3 separate regions of the Pan troglodytes genome follow, and all the other regions are linked to region 3. A link is a contact called in public Hi-C data. All regions are on one chromosome and are shown on one strand. Each heading gives the region's core, a stretch centred on a gene start, on an enhancer-like site or on the middle of the called end of the contact. The rest is flanking DNA. Distances are from core to core; before and after follow the strand shown.

Region 1 (2,820 bases), core at 85-2,584, 550 kb before region 3:
AAGACAGGGAATACTTCCTGAACAGGAGAGTCATTTAGCCACTTCACTTTGGCCAATGAGTTAATGCGGACCTGGATTTTATAATCAGTAAAATGTGTGGGTTGGAGAAGATGATCTCTGAGGTCTTCCTACCTGACACTGAAAGGAACACAGGGCAAAACAAAATCAGCACTGGATACAGCATCACAGGGTCTGAATTCAAGAGTCAGCTCTGCCATTTCCTGACTGTGTAATCATGAAGCTTACTTTCCCCCCTATTTAAATCTCCCTAAGCCTCAGTTTCCTTGGATATAAAATGGGGCTAATACAGCACTTTGGGAGGCCAAGACGGGTGGATCAACTGAGGTCGGGAGTTCGAGACCAGCCTGACCAACATGAAGAAACCCCGTCTCTACTAAAAATACAAAATTAGCCGGGTGTGGTGGCGCATGCCTGTAATCCCAGCTACTCAGGAAGCTGAGGCAGGAGAATTGCTTGGAGGCAGAGGTTGCAGTGAGCCAAGATCACGCCATTGCAATCCAGCCTGGGCAACAAGAGCGACACTCTGTCTCAAAAAACAAACAAACAAAAAAAATGGGGCTAATAACATTCACAGGTTGTTGTGCAAACCAAAGATCAAGAACGTGAACGTGCTCTTTCAGGGGAAAAAGCTGACTTGCTCCAAGTGTTCGCTCGGGTAACTGGAAGGTATGACCTCTGTCACAGGATGCGGAGCTGGGCTACTGCTGCCAGCAGAAGAGAAAGTCACTATCCAGCAGAAGGTCAAGAGGGCTCTCCCACCACAGTCTCTTCAATACAGACCAAAATACTTGACCTGCTGAGCTCAGCCTCCTTGGTTTTGCCTGGAGGAGCAAACAGTGACCTACCAATTAGCCAAGAGCTTCTGTAAAGTGGGGCAAAGGAAAGGAAAAAGAACAAAAAACAGGTGACATGTGTGTTTGTGGGCTGGAAGAAACGAGGCAGAACCCTCAGCTTCTTGCCACACATCTAGGCCTCTGGGACCAAGCCGGGGAACCAGCTGGGACCTCTGGGACCAAGCTGAGGAACACACTTGCACGTGCAGGCGGAGGGGTGTGACGTGGGGTGGGGGCGAGGTCCTGCTTTCCCGGCCATTCAGTGTTCCTTCAGTTCTCTGAGCATAGAGGACAAGGAAGGTGGGAGGAGGGAGGAGAGGGAAGAGAGGGGTGGAGGAGCTTAGGGGAGGCTGGGAAAGAAGGAGGGAAGGAGAGGAGGGAGAGCAGCTCAGGAAGGCGGAGGAGGAAAGCCCTTTGCTGAGCTGAGCTGAGCCAGACGGGGTTACTCTCGGTCAGTGTCCTCCAGTCCCCAGCTCAGGTTTCAAGATCTGTGTTCTCTTTTGCTCAACATGAAAAGGAACCAGAGCAATCAGCTGCTTTAGAAGTGGGTGGAGGAGGCAAATGAAAAAAAAGGAGAAGTAGGGAAAATCACATCAGCATCTCAGGCCCAGATGGTCTTCTTCAATGGACCCCTGGGGTGGGGGTGGGGTGGGGCCTCCCAGCCTGCTAGGAGCTGTCAACTGAGCAGGGCCTGGGAGGGGGAGACAAATTCTAACTCGTGGTTTTAATCAGCCTGAGCTTGTCCAGCCTTACAGATAAGACCTTGAAACACTTCTCTGTTATACAAGGGCTGGTAACAAATACACTCCAGTGTCTTTATGGTATTTTTTTGGTGTTTTGTTTTCCTGATGCTCTGCTGTCTTCTTGAAGAATAGATGATGCCTGCTTCACCAATGGCTGAGCACTCTCTGGGAAGACCTGGTTGTTGGGTGCTGAGGAGAAGGGGTGAGGCAGGGTGATGCAGCTGCTCCTTCAGGTGACTCCTTAGAGCAGGGGAGAGTAGGCCAGGGGTGTGTGGTGCACACAGCCTAAGGACACCCATGCTGTTCATCCCGGCCTGGGCTTTCCAACCCAGGAGACACTTCCTTCTCTACAGACAAGGCTCACCGAGGGATACCAAGACATACCTGAAAAAACTCAGTTCCAGAATTTTCCAGTTATGTGGCCTTGGGAAAGTCAGTTAGGCTCTCTGAGCCTCCATTTTTCTGTAAATGGAGGTCTAGCTTCCTACACGTGTGGGTTATCACTAATGACACTAAGTGTGTTAAGTACTCTGAATGCTGACTCACACATACTCCTTGAGAAAATACAAGCTGAAAATTAAACATGTTCAAAATAAATGTGGATAAAGTCATAGATGACAATCTGTGAAGAATTCCCAAGAGAAACCAGGATATTTAGGCTTATGCTCCCTGAACCTTCCAAGGCATTAGGAAGCAAGCCAGAGTCTTCTCTTTCAACCAATGGGAATACCATAACTTTAGGAACCACACATTCCTTCTAGTATTTTACAAATAATATAAACTTGTATTAGTTCAACAAACTTCTGAATGGCTACAGTACCCAAAATACTAGTGTTGTGGTTCAAAGGGATAATATTTTTCTCAGTGCTCCTTGAAGGCAGGAGCTAGCCTATAACAAAAGAGGCGCTGTGTAACAAAATCCCTGCCCTTGCATTCTAAGAGGAGATGGCCAGAGGGTCGGGTGAGCAGAGGGGTGAGCCTCCAACCCTCTCTGCCACTCCAGAATCAGTCAGCACTGGAATCAGGGGTGGAACGAGACATTACTCATCTTCCCCCAGATTACTTTGCTAGTAAGGCAATAGCACACCTGTTATGATTTGAACGTGTCCCCCCTCAAAGTTCATACATTGAAACTTCATCACCAATGTGACAGTATTAAGAGGCAGGGCCTTTAAGGGGTGATTAAGTTATGTGAGCAGTGCCCTCACCAATAGCATTAGGGC
Region 2 (3,153 bases), core at 2-2,501, 610 kb before region 3:
AAATGGGCTGTATGTATAAAGGTGTGTATGTGTACACACATGTACATACACATATACATTTATATATTTTTTTTAACTTGAAGAAAATCAACTCATTAAGTATTTCAAAAGTGCTTTCACAATTATCCCTTTGGCACAGACAAGCAGGATTTTCCAAGAAAGGGCAAGAAAACTTTGTACTGTTTGCATGCACAACTAGAAAGCACAAAAATAACAGGCACAGGTCACAAACACATGCTAGGTTCCACAACTACGGGCAATACAGGGTCAGCAGCCGGAAAGGAAAAAATAAAGTAAACCTGAACTATGTAAGAAGAAAATGTGGGCTTAGAGAAAAAGAGGCCAATTCACATTACATATATATATATATATACACATACTTTTTTTTTTAAATGCTTCCCTTTTGTATCACTGACACAGTTCCCCCATCTACAGGTCTACAAATCTTTCAGGACTGAAGAAAGCTCCTGCTAACAAGACCCAGAAAAATCCTTTGTCCTTTTCTTTGATTTAATGTATTGTTACAGAGTGGGGGATATTTTTATTTAAAGAACAAACACTACCTAACATCCCAAATATAACAGAATAGATAATAATTACATGAATTATACTTTGCAGAAAACAAGTCTCTGGAGGTTCTATGCTTTGACAGTGTGCCCTGTGACTCAATTACAGAATTAAAACACAGCTCCACAAATCCAAATATTTTATAACTTAATCATGGATTTTTGCAAGGGTGGATTATTTTACCTAAAACACATGTGGCTGTTCCTGACAACAGTAGGATAAAGAGGAGAGAGGCTGAAAGGCTCAACAGAAGACTGGCCTATTATTCAGGGTTAGTTCGCTGCTGTTCTACGCATGCAGTATTAGCTTATACAGGGACCTGAGCTGCAGCAGTAAAATTCATTCCACCGTGTAATTCTGAAGTCCATTCCCTTGGCCCTCGTAAACATCTTTGGTCTGCTCGAATCTTACCCCCTCCTGGGACGTAGAAGACAAACATACCTGACAAATGTGTACTGTTCGTTGTACATCCAGGGCTGAAGTTCCAGGCTGGGGTACTTGCCAAAGGGTGGCACGATCAGGCTGAACACAAGGGCAATGCAGACAAACACAGCTGGCAAGACAATCTTTACCCAGGCAGTGGAGGGGGCAGGGGGACAGCAGGAAATGGCAAGTGTTAGAAACAAGGCCAAGGGGCAAATCCCTACGAGTCCAGCCCACCTCCCCGACCAACCAGCACGGCAATGAGGAATGCAGGGCCTATGACTGTGCTGCACCAAGGCATTCTTGGCAGCTGGGAAGCAATGGAGCCTGAAAACTAAACCTTTTCTCTGGCAACACAAGGCCAGAGGTTATGGCCACCTGGCAGAGGCACTAAGCCAAGAAGTTCACGAAGTAAATAGTGCTCACATTCAGGGTGACTCAGAACACTGGGTCCTGCCCTTCCTCCTCCTGAAGACTGAGAAAGACTACATTGGGCCATGCACCCAGGAGCAGGAGCCAGAAGTCCTGAATCCTGGTTCTGTCTCTAGCACAAGTGTACCCATGTGAAGTCACGCTCCCCACTGGCCTCAGTTTTCTCATTTTAATCTGAGGTCTGAGAACACATGGCCCATTCAAATCCTACACTATAATAAAACCAACTCTACAGCAACGGCTCCAATCATGGACAACCATAGTCATTATCTCCCATGATAGTCTCAGAAAGAATAAATATCCAATTCCTTCTTCAACCTCCTAAGACTTTCTACCATATCTTCTCTGAAAAAAAAAATGACTTGGGTATACTTTATAAGTTAACCCAAAACTCCTTCCATTTATTGCTGAGAAATGTATCCCTTATAACCTTAAAGATTCAAATAATGCCCCCAATTCTAATGTTCTGGGATTTCAATGCAGAAAATTAACATTGAGTGAATAATTCTGTATAACAACTACTATAATGAGAACTATCTCTATGTTGTCATTATTCATGGTTGTGTTATCGATGGTCATCATCAACAAACAAAGGTAACTGAGGATCAGAGAGACTAAGCAGCTTGCCCGAGGTCATAGAGCCAATAAGTAGCAAAGTCAGGATTCAACTTGAGCTCTGTATGCTCCAAACTCCCGCTCTTAACAATATCCACATCATCAAATGAAAGACTCTCTGCAGACCTTTTCTCTACATTTCTTGATTTTATAGAGTGAAAAAATTTAACCCTTCTAACTAAGCAAGTTAGCAGGCAAACACTGACATGCAGACAATAGTGTAACAAGTCTTCTCTGTTGGCCAACTATATTCTGACCTATATTTTCTATCAGTTTGAGTTAAACATCAACTCCGAGAAAAATCATGTTTCTAATAAATTCACATGTCAAGTGCATCTGGGCATAACAACTCTCATGTTATGACAGCTGAATACACCCAACCAGTTTTTCTACACTTTGTCCTTTTTATGTTCTCCTCCAAAATAAAAATAACATATACACACACAAAACTAAGCACTTACTAATGTCAGGCCCCATTCTAAGCACCTATTCATTTTTATTTTCGTAACAACCCTGTATTGCAGGTAATATTATTATCCCCATTTTACAGATGAGGAGATTGAGGCATAGAGAAGTAACTTGCCAGCGGATGCACAACTGGCAAGGAATAGAACTGGGATTGAAATACAGATAAGTCTGGCTCCGGCATCCATATCTTGACCAGGATGCTATCCCTGCCTTCACTGGTCACAGAGCCTGCAGCCCACCCATGAAGCCAGAGTCTCTGGCGAAAACAGCACGTCTCACCTGAGCAAAAAATCCTTTCCGACTCCGTCTGGCAATTAGCAGTCTCTTCCACAAAAGGGCCACAAACTGTTGCTGTGTAAGTTTCCAGCCTTTCACCTGGTAGGACCCTTTGCCATCCATCCCACTGAGCAAGTCTGTCTCTCTGGATTCTGCAAGAAGCCAACACTGAAGGTCACCTATTATCTTAGGTGTTTTCGGCATTGCCATGCTCCTTCTTCTGGTGTCTTCAACAACTACCTTGGAGGCATGTGTCTGAAGCTAGAAGTTTCTCAGAAGTAAAGGGCTTTCATGACAAAGCTATGTCCAAGGAAAAGCTTGACTCAAAATGTCTAACAGTAGCAGTCTCTGCCTTTCAGTCCTTGTCTGATA
Region 3 (2,850 bases), core at 85-2,584:
TGTTCACTGACGCAACCAGATGTTCCAAGCTCATCTTATGCTTTCCTGGTCTCAACTCTGTAATCAGCCAAGTCTTCAAAGCCCTGGTTCCTTTTAATGGAAACTGGTATTTGGAAACCAAGGTCTGGGCACAATATGTGCTTTTGTGGTAGCTATTTGATAATAGCGACCACGTGATATACAGCAGGAGAAAGGAAATGACTGCATTCCTTTTTTTTTTTTTTTTTTTTTTTTGAGATGGAGTCTCACTCTGTCACCCAGGCTGGAGTGCAGTGGCACCATCTCAGCTCACTGCAACCTCTGCCCCCTGGGTTCTAGCGATTCTCCTGCCTCAGCCTCCCGAGTAGCTGGGATTACAGACACCTGCCACCACGCCCGGCTAATTTTTTTGTATTTTTAGTAGAGACGGGTTTTCACCATGTTGGCCAGGCTGATCTCAAACTCCTGACCTCAGATGATCCACCCGCCTCAGCCTCCCAAAGTGCTAGGATTACAGGCATGAGTCACCGCGCCCTGCCTACTCTGCATTACTTTTTATAGGTCAATCCACACCTGGAATATAAACGAATGAGAGTGTTTTCAGAGACAAGCCTAGAGAAGATATCTACTGGGAAAAGAGACATCTTGGGGTAGAGAAAGGGAAAAGCAATGATTACTATATTCAAATATCTAAAGGGATGTTGTAGAAGAAATGGTGTCTATAGTCATGTCCTGAGCCCCTAAAGGGTTCTAATGGTTGGAAAAAGACTTCTGTTTCATCAGTCAGTTAACATATGTTAATCACCTATTACTATCAGGCTGTGGCAGTGAGTGCTGATTGCCCTGCTATTGCTCTTCTGCCCATCTTTTTCATGAATATAACCCAGATATCATTCTGGTTAGCAAAATGCCTTACTAAAATACTCACCTTTCCATACTTCCCTGAAGCTTGAAGTGGCCGTATGACATAGTTCTGCCCAATGAGATATAAGCTGAAGAATACTGGCAATTTCCAAGAAAATTTCGCCTTCCCGATATAGGTGCCACCCATCTTCCTGGTTTTCCCCTTCTCTGGCCTGTCTGGAATGCAGATGTGATCCTACTCGAAAGAACAAAAGACATATTACAAACACCAACAGAACCACAGACCAAAGATGGCAGAACCAAAAGATAGAAGGAGCCTGGTTCCCAGAAAGCATTCTTGCCTGATTTCTCCACAGTTGGGCTTGCTGTCTTCTGGGCTTACTGTTACGTGAGAAGAATGAATCCCTTTCTTGTTTAAGCCACTATAATAGGTTTCTGTTAAATGCAGCTGAGATGCAGTCCTAATCCAGGCACTGTGCTAAGTCCTAGGAGGGGAAAGGCCACCTAGTGGAGTCACTGGCTTTTCCTGCCTATCAGACAGAATGTGAGGAAGACTTCCTAAAAACTGGAACACTACCAAGATGGACTTAACCCCAGGAGAAGACGTGATCCCCCTGACTACGAAGGAATGTGTGTAGAGGCTGGGTGGTACTTTTGCAGCTGGGATGTTGTAAAGCAGTATTGAGCACAGAGTGAAAGGCTAATTCAATGACCTTTAAAGTCTATTCTAGTGCAAAAATTTTTCTAAGAGTCAGAAAGTTAAAAAAAAAAAAAATAGATGGACTCAGGGCATGCTAAGCTTTCCCTGGACAGTTAGTGTTTGGGTTTTTTTTTTTGTATTTTTGTTTTTTTGAGACAGAGTCTTGCTCTGTCACCCAGGCTGGAGTGCAGTGGCACGATCTTGGCTCACGGCAACCTCTGCCTCCCGGGTTCGAGCAATTCTCCTGCCTCAGCCTCCCAAGTAGCTGGGATTACAGGCACACCCACCATGCCTGGCTAACTTTTTGTAGTAGAGATGGGGTTTCACTGTGTTAGCCAGGATGGTCTCTATCTCCTGATCTCGTGATCCGCCCGCCTCGGCCTCCCAAAGTGCTGAGATTATAGGCGTGAGCCACCACGCCCAGCCGACAGTTAGTGTTTTTTAGCTGTAGTCTGCATTTGGATCCATGATTTTCATTAAAGTTCCTAAGAATGCATGCTCCCTCAGCACCCCCTGGGTAAACATGTTATAGCAATTTTAAGTTTCTAATGAAATTTTTGTTGTAATTTATTTGTAGCAATCTAATTTATCCCTTTTTTTACGACTAGAATTTTTATTTATCTTGGATTTACAAAGTTAATATTGCCGTAAAACATAGCAGCATTTTAATTTTTAGATAGTAATAGATTTATTATTTTTATCTGTGTTTAAAATCATAGTAGTCTGGGCACCGTGGTGCACAACTGTAGTGCCAGCTACTCAAAAGGCTAAGGCAGGAAGATCTCTTGAGCCCAGGAGTTCTAGGCTGTAGTACGTGATGAACACACCTGTGAATAGCCACTGCACTCCAGCCTGGGCAACATGGCGAGACCCTGCTAGAACAAAAAAGAAAAAAAAAACCATAGGAATAAGATGCATTTTCACCACTTTGGAATGTTTATGTCCCATAAATAACCATTAGGTATCTATTTATTGGCAGAGTTTCTGTAAATATATGAATGCTCTTGATGAGAAAAGGAGATTTTTTTTTCCTCTCAGAGTGGAAGCCAGGTTCTTTGGTGGGATACTCACCCATCAAACATAAGAAAGGAAAGGTCAAGACTTTACTGGGTTCTATGGTTGATCCCAAGCCTGAGATAGGAGGATGAGCTGCACAACTTTGTGAAGGTAGCCAAGGGTAACTGGGGAGTTATTAAGGGCACAATAGAGGTTTATTGAGTGAATCAACAAATGAATCCTTTGGCAGCCTGATTGTTCCTGAGTAGATGATTTTGAACAGCCCACAGTTCAAAGATTTCTCAAAGCCC

What was found. Hi-C and Micro-C count contacts between places; a contact is called where the count stands out from the background.
Region 1: a Hi-C map of stem cell-derived neural progenitor cells shows a contact between it and region 3, with 4 times the contacts expected there. The contact joins two enhancer-like sites. A contact is called at or near these places in 4 of 7 Hi-C or Micro-C datasets (induced pluripotent stem cells, lymphocytes and stem cell-derived neural progenitor cells) and 1 of 1 other capture datasets (stem cell-derived neural stem cells).
Region 2: a contact with region 3 is called in a Hi-C map of stem cell-derived neural progenitor cells, with 3 times the contacts expected there. The contact joins two enhancer-like sites. A contact is called at or near these places in 3 of 7 Hi-C or Micro-C datasets (induced pluripotent stem cells and stem cell-derived neural progenitor cells).

Annotation. Positions count from the first base shown.
Region 1 is chr11:33,564,920-33,567,739 of NHGRI_mPanTro3-v2.0_pri, reverse strand. All of the region lies in intron 5 of ABCA1 (ATP binding cassette subfamily A member 1), which reads right to left. Among named protein-coding and RNA genes, the nearest start is that of ABCA1, 59 kb to the right of the region's middle. Within about 2 kb of position 1,334, at least 10 of the 24 cell types and tissues checked have an H3K27ac peak or open chromatin away from gene starts, as enhancers often do. A contact at or near this core is called in stem cell-derived neural progenitor cells, where this site is marked.
Region 2 is chr11:33,622,764-33,625,916 of NHGRI_mPanTro3-v2.0_pri, reverse strand. It overlaps ABCA1 (ATP binding cassette subfamily A member 1), which reads right to left. Exons shown (of 50, transcript XM_016961357.4): 28 at 2,785-2,933; 29 at 1,009-1,133. Among named protein-coding and RNA genes, the nearest start is that of NIPSNAP3B, 48 kb to the left of the region's middle. Within about 2 kb of position 1,251, at least 7 of the 24 cell types and tissues checked have an H3K27ac peak or open chromatin away from gene starts, as enhancers often do. A contact at or near this core is called in stem cell-derived neural progenitor cells, where this site is marked.
Region 3 is chr11:33,013,700-33,016,549 of NHGRI_mPanTro3-v2.0_pri, reverse strand. The region is part of intron 15 of SLC44A1 (solute carrier family 44 member 1); the gene reads left to right. Among named protein-coding and RNA genes, the nearest start is that of FSD1L, 28 kb to the right of the region's middle. Within about 2 kb of position 1,334, at least 7 of the 24 cell types and tissues checked have an H3K27ac peak or open chromatin away from gene starts, as enhancers often do. A contact at or near this core is called in stem cell-derived neural progenitor cells, where this site is marked.